Linked DNA regions of Pan troglodytes: region 2 is linked to region 1. The links are chromatin contacts, called in public HiChIP or PLAC-seq maps. All regions are on one chromosome and are shown on one strand. Each heading gives the region's core, a stretch centred on a gene start, on an enhancer-like site or on the middle of the called end of the contact. The rest is flanking DNA. Distances are from core to core; before and after follow the strand shown.

Evidence for each region. HiChIP or PLAC-seq counts read pairs in DNA pulled down with a chosen protein or histone mark.
Region 2: an H3K4me3 HiChIP or PLAC-seq map of stem cell-derived excitatory neurons shows a contact between it and region 1, with 2.6 times the contacts expected there. The contact joins the promoter of TAC3 here to the promoter of LRP1 in region 1. A contact is called at or near these places in 1 of 1 datasets of contacts at active chromatin or transcription factors (stem cell-derived excitatory neurons) and 1 of 1 other capture datasets (stem cell-derived neural stem cells).

Annotation. Positions count from the first base shown.
Region 1 is chr10:38,903,450-38,906,951 of NHGRI_mPanTro3-v2.0_pri, forward strand. LRP1 (LDL receptor related protein 1) reads right to left here and starts at 1,651. Exons shown (of 89, transcript XM_016924881.4): 1 at 1,087-1,651. The coding sequence starts at 1,153.
Region 2 is chr10:39,014,977-39,018,478 of NHGRI_mPanTro3-v2.0_pri, forward strand. TAC3 (tachykinin precursor 3) reads left to right here and starts at 1,752. Exons shown (of 7, transcript XM_016924892.4): 1 at 1,752-1,894; 2 at 2,479-2,597. The coding sequence starts at 2,484.

The sequences.
Region 1 (3,502 bases), core at 401-2,900:
CTTGGGCAAGACTTGAACCAGTGACTCACAAGTAGGAGAAAAAAACAGCTGACAAAAAAAGGGAAGAGAGGCACCCCATTTCCCCAAAAGGATGCAGTTCTAGCCTAAGCCTAACTCTGCAATATACAAAGTGTGTGTGTATGGGGTTTTGGGCTTGGAGGGGTGCAGGGAATAAACAGATTTACTAAAGGAGTGTGGGGGCACAGCCATAATCCCCATCCAACCTCCAACTCTCCTTCCAATCCAAACTGTGATGAAGCCAGAAGTCAGGAAGAAGGCAGCCTCCCCCACCCTCCTACCCCAGCATTCCAGGCCATTCTCCAGTCCCCTTCCCCAGTGATGACATCTGACGTTTTTTCATCTCAAAGCTCCCAGGAATTAAGAAGGAAAATTCAAAGTCACATAGTATGGCGAGCTCCCCCTCTCTGCCCCCCAACACAGCCCTACCCCAGGCTACTGACAGAGGCCCTGAGAGGGGGAAGAGCCCACTTCAGCACCCAGGCCTCCAGCCGGGGCTCTGGGGTCGATTCCACGCCCAAGCAGGGGGCCCTCCCTCTCCCCACCCACAGCCTTCCCGGGCCTGCCTGCCCTCTGCCCGGCAGGGTACCCCTGGCCTGGCTCCCCTTTCGAGCTACAGAGGCCAGTGCAAAAGCCACCCCCCCACCCCACCCCACCCCCACCCCCTTTTGCAGCCGAACATTGCAAATCCGGATTCCTTCACAATTCAGATGGGGGGTGGGGGGTTGTGAGGATGTAGGGGAGGCGGAGGCCCTCCCCTCCCCGAACAGAGATAGGAAAAGAAGGCCTCTCCTCCCCAGGATCAGAAAAATGGGGAGCCCTCTTCTCTCTACCCAGGCCTCTGGTCTTTGTTTGTGCTGGGGGGCCCCGGAAGCATCATTTGCCCAGGGCCCCCATCCCCCAAATCGGACCCCATCCCCGCCCCCAGTCGGGCCGCTGCTGTGTCAGCTGGACTGGGATAACAAAAGGCACCCCCTCCCGCGTCTCCCTTCCCCATCCGTATGCAGGAGTGGGGGCTGGGGAGAGGGTGCCCCCAGGGGTCCAAGGGGGACGCGGAATCTCACTCACCGTCGATAGCCGCCGCGACCAGAGCTGAGAGCAGGGGCAGCAGCAGGAGCAACGGCGGGGTCAGCATGGTGTGGGCTGATGCAAGCAGCAGCCCCTTCCCCTCTGGTCCTGCTACTTCTCTCCTTCACCCCCCCCAGTTGGGGGGTCCCCCTTTTCCTCCTTTCCCCCTCCTCCTTCTCTGTTCTTATTCTTTCCTTCGGCAAAGCGCACCAGGGCCGTGGGTGAAGAGGTAGAGTTCCGAGCCCCTTGGGGAGGGCCTGCTGACGGGGGTGCGCCCCCTGCCCCCAAATCCAAACCCTTCACCCCACCCCCCCCGCTTCACTCCTCGCTGCTCTTTCCCCCTCCCCGGGCGAAGCTCACAGCCCCATCTCGGAGCCGCCTCCGGCTGCAAAAATGCACAATTGGGAGGAGGCGGGGAGGGGGGGTGGGGGGCGTGGACCGGGTAGGGGAGCCTTTGGAGGGGGCTTGATGGAGCTCTGGGGGCTCCCCTCGTTTCCGCCTCCTCAGTGCATGGGCCTGGAGCTCGCACCGCTGTTCCCCGGACTGAAGTGCCGAGGGGGGAGCTGATGGGGGAGAGGGAGGGGACGGGTTGAGGAGGGAGGGAGGGAAGGGGCGGGGAAAGAAAAAAGGTTGGTGGGTGGGGGGAGAAAGAGCTACGCGGCAATCCAGTGAGTGCGCATGCGCCGATTTGACGCGCTGCCCGGGGGAGGGCGACGCGGACCCGCGACAGGGTTCGGAGTTCTGGAAAGCGATCCAAGAGTGAGGGTCCCGGGCACTCGCTGGCTAGTTTGGGGCCTGGGGCGCCCTCTCCCCTGGCTGGGCCCTCCTCCCTGGTGCTCCAGAGAGCAGAAGGGGTCGAGGGTGGGATTGGGCAGTGGGCGGAGAGCTGAGCGGCTCCCCTTATGAAACTCAGTGTCATACTCTAGGATTTCAGGCTCCCTCCGGGGGCGTCCGGGACTCAATGGTCTGGGCCGAGGCTCGATTTTCTAGGGGAACCCTGAAGGTGCCTCCTCTGCCCGGGGTGGGAACAGGGACCGCCAGTCCGCGGGGAAGGTGCAGGGAAAGGCTGAGCTTTGATTTGGAGACTTTGGAAGACCGGACTGGGATTGGGGCCTGCGAAGGAGGGGGCGGGGTGGGGGAGGGACCGCGAGGACCCGCCCCCACCTCGCTCCCGGGCTCGGAGTAAACAGGGACACCCGTGGGGACACGCCGGAGCTTGTCCGCCCGCGTGGGGCTCGGGGATGGAGCCCACCTTAGTACCCGCCCGCCCTGCTCGCCCAGCCCTAGGCGCGGGAGGGGCAGGCCCTGGTTTGGAGGGAGGTGAGTCACCAGCGGGTGGGGTTGAGGAAAGGCCACCCCCTTTCGCCCAAGAAGTCGGGGCTCATTTATTTTTCTGGTTTTTTTTTTTTTAATACCTTCTGACTGGCTTGCCATCAAGTTAGAGTTTTAGATTCCGAGCGCCAGGATTTGGAATAAGATGAGGGACTCGACCTTCGTTTCCAGGCCTCGGGTTCCAAGGAGGTGTCTGCTGAGCGCCGGACCTTTGTCCCCAGGCTCAGCCCACACGGGAATGATACTTTGCAGAAGGCAGGCGCCAGGCGGTTCCCAGGGGCCAGTGAACGTGCTTTTGGTCACTGCCCCCTTCTGGGCGGCGTTTTATGGCTGTTACCTTAGTGTCTGACTTCCTAGGTGTCTGCATGTCAGAGTTCAAGGAGCGGGGCAGACGACGTCGGCTGCCAAAAATTGACGCTGGAGAGGAGGGACTGTTCCCCCTTTTACGTTCTAGTTACGGAAAAGTCCCCACTCCAGTCTGTCCTTGGCAGAAACAGGAGCAGCACGAAGGACTTGCCTCCTAATGACAGTGAGCTCAACCTTTAGCTTCTTCCAGCCGGCTTTGCTCAGCGCGGTGGCCACCTGCCTTTAGTCTCCTGGGCTAGAAACCTCAGACTTTATGCCAACTCAAGGGGGCCTTTCCTTCCTATATCCAATCTTGCCAGCCTGTGCTCCAGGCTTGTCATTTTTTTCCTCTGAAATATATCTCAGATTTCCTCCATTTCCACTGCCAGAGAGTTGCTCCAGGCAGGAACGGGGTCTTATTTCTCCTTTTATCCAGCTCCCACAGCCCAACACAATGTGAGACGCACTATGGGGACTCACCAAATGCCTATGAGGTTCCTCCCAGGGCCCCTCCCAGTGTTGGGATCCAAGTGAAATCAGGTCGAAACAGACTTTAGACAGCTTGACAGCTTTGAAAGGAAAACGGTATCTGGAGCAACCACATGTAGCCTGAGGGCTTGAAGGGGCTTTCCTCCCTCCCCCTACCCATCTGTCAGGTGAATCTTCCAAAAACTGCTTTCCCGGTGTCTCTTCCTTGCTGGGGAACCTCTAGTGGGTGTCTATAGACCAGTCAAATGTG
Region 2 (3,502 bases), core at 502-3,001, 110 kb after region 1:
CCGGCCTTTTTTTTTTTTTTTTTTAGAAAGTTGTATTTTGGGCTTTTAAACTAGCTTGTTTTTTAATTAGATTATTGCCTTTAGGGTGGAGCCCTTTAATAAAAAGGGGGAAGAAAACATAGGTTTTAGGGCCTCATATTTAAATGGGTAAAGCAGGCATAGCTGGAAGGCAGAATACAGAACCCCCCTAATCAAGGATCTCATTTTTATATTGAATCCTAGGCCCCCCAAAAGAGGGAAATGTCATGGGACGAGATGTGTGGCATTTTTATCGAGTGCCCCACTGTAAAGATGCTCCCCCAAGGCTGGCAGGCAGCCCAGTGCCGATTAGCCCACTCTGTACTTAGTCTTTTTTTTTTTTTTTTTTTTTTGAGGTGGAATCTTGCTCTGTTGCCCAGGCTGGAGTGCAATGGCGTGATCTCGGCTCAATGCAATCTCTGTCTCATGGGTTCAAGCGATTCTCCTGCCTCAGCCTCCCAAGTAGCTGGGATTACAGGCACCCGCCACTATGCTCAGCTAATTTTTTGTATTTTTAGTAGAGATGGGGTTTCAACATGTTGGCCAGGCTGGTCTCGAACTTCTGACCCCAAGTGATCCGCCCGCCTCGGCCTCCCAAAGTGCTGGGATTACAGGCGTGAGCCACCGTGCCTGGCGTGCTTAGCCTATTTTTAATGGGAGTTTCATCCTCAATGGTGAGTGCTTTCATTGTCTTTAGGTGCCCCAGACCATGTTTTTAAAAATTTAAATGCACAAAGAAATAAGTAGCCCTGTATAGTAGTAATACTTTGTTGTGAATAACTGTCATAAGTCATCTCTAAAACTGTATTTTTTATCTAGTTATTATATATGACTAGCTATATGTCTAGTTTTTTAAATAATACAAAGTAATTTATTTTTGGCATCCTCAAAAACCAAAGAGATTAGGTAATGTAGTGTAGAAGAGAGCAGAGCTTTAGACCTAAGAAGAATCTGCCCATGACTCGTGAAACTCCACAACGAAAGTAGGAGACCCCAAAAAAGGGGTGAGTGTCATCTTTTCTGAATTTTTTTTTTTTTTTTTTAGATGGAGTCTTGCTCTGCCACCAGGCTGGAGTGCAGTGGTGCAATCTCGGCTCAGCCTCCCGAGTAGCTAGGATTACAGGCATGCGCCACCATGCCCAGCTAATTTTTGTATTTTTAGTAGAGACAGCGTTTCACCATGTTGGCCAGGATGGTCTCGATCTCTTGACCTCGTGATCCGCCCGCCTCGGCCTCCCAAAGTGCTGGGATTACAAGCGTGAGCCACTGCACTCGGCCGGTCAGATAATTTTTTTGGCCAGTTTTTACATAGAGTAATTTTAGGTTTTATGGCTGGCTTTGGGGCAAAGGGGTTCTGGTTTTTATAGCTGGTCTTGGGGGAGAATGGAACCGAGTGACAAGAGGACAAGAGAGGGTCAGAGAAAAACTTCTGCTTCTGAGGCGGCTATTGAGGCCTTCATTTTGCGATATTGTCCTCTAAGCCCCAGCAGTGTCAAACTGTACACAAACCATACACAGCAGCCAGCTCGGGTGCTGTTAGGAAATGGTCTCACTGCTGGGTCTGTGGGGTATGTGTGTGTCTGTGTGTGTGGCTACTGTCTGCATCCTCCTCCCCCCTACAGCCTCCCCGCCTCCCCTCCAGCCACCCTGGGATTGGTGACTCTCAGCCCCTCCCCTCAGCTCCCCTAGACCCTCCCAGAGCCTTTATCAGGGAGCTGGGACTGAGTGACTGCAGCCTTCCTAGATCCCCTCCACTCGGTTTCTCTCTTTGCAGGAGCACCGGCAGCACCAGTGTGTGAGGGGAGCAGGCAGCGGTCCCAGCCAGTTCCTTGATCCTGCCAGACCACCCAGCCCCCGGCACAGAGCTGCTCCACAGGTAGGGGAGTGGGAGAATGCTGGATGGACCAGAGCTGGCACCAGGGGACAGGAGCCAGCGTCAGGAGGGAATAAAGCAGATGGCAGCCTCTGATAGGGGAGCAGGGGACTGGGAAGGTGAGCACAAAGCACCTGTAGGGCCGAGAGCTGGTTGGTGTTTGGAGCCTGTGGCTACAGACTCATTCTTTCATACCAGAAAGTTTTTGCCTAAGTCTTGGGATTATCTAGTACTGGAAAATAGCATCCAGGATCCCTCCTCCAGCTGACTGAGGAAACAGACCAGTCCATGTCCTACAAATCTATCATCTTTCTTGGGAGCTAGAGTCCCCCTGGCACCACTATAGCATTGCACATCTCCTGGGGAGATATCTGATGGGGGAGCAGGGAAACTAAGCCCAAGGGCTGTACCCCCTTCTCAGAAATACTTTCCACCCTCTCTCCAGACCAGGGCTTGGACAGTGGAGTTGGGGGCTGGGGAAGCAGGGTCAAGCCAAGCTGCTGGTAATGAATGTCTCTTGTGTCTTCACCCATGCTGTATCTTCCTCTTCTCTCCTTTACCTGAGTCCTGTCCCTTTGCTCTCCCAGGCACCATGAGGATCATGCTGCTATTCACAGCCATCCTGGCCTTCAGCCTAGCTCAGAGCTTTGGGGCTGTCTGTAAGGAGCCACAGGAGGAGGTGGTTCCTGGCGGGGGCCGCAGCAAGGTAAGTCTCCCCTGGCAGAGTACTGGGGACATCACGGGAACTTGGGACTCTGCCTGTCTGGACAGCTGTAGTGAGGAAACTGGGGTGGGTGGGTTTGTCCGTCAGAGGGCATTTTGCCTCCCTTTGGATTTCTTTGTTTCTCTGGTCCTTTCATGTTCCCACTGTCTCCAGGTGTGTTTGTGTCTCTGTATCTCTGCATGTCTTTGACACCTTGTACATAAAAGGTGCCCTACAAATATGTTGTTTGGTGGGTTGATTGATGGGAGACTTGGTGATTGGATGGTACTGTGAGGGGTGAGCTAGGGTGGTCTAAGGCTCTCTATAGTCTACCTCAGGTCCCTTTGCAAGGGACAGATCTCTTCTATTTCCTGGATGGTATGAAACAGTCAGAATTTCTTTCCCAAATGGCTATTTGTGTGCTATTTTACCTATCAGTTATGTGTATTGTTTTATTTTCAAAATGCAGATAAATTCCCTTATCTTTTGCTCATCCACCCCCAGTAACCTCAGGTGCTTCTAAGATCCCAACCCCTTCCTTCTTCTCTTTTCTCCCTTGCCCGCCTCTATCCTCTGCTTAGTCAGGATAGGAAAACAACAACAGCAAAAAAACCAGATTGAGCCTCGATTTCCACAGTTCCTTTACGAGAAAGAATAGGAATTGTCAGGGTAGAGGTACAGGGGGAGGATAGGGAGGAAGTCTTTTCAAGGTTTTGAAATGACAGCAATTACATCGGTACAAATGCTTTTAAGATGATTGCGGGTGGGACTTATTACAAATTCAATGTGTGAAGTTTAACTGCCTCTTCAGCTCAAATCTGTTTAGCATCTCATTACAGGAGGTGGGCAGAGTATTCAACAATTTGGGAAAAGTGGCTGCCTGAACACCACATGCTGGGCCAAGGGAG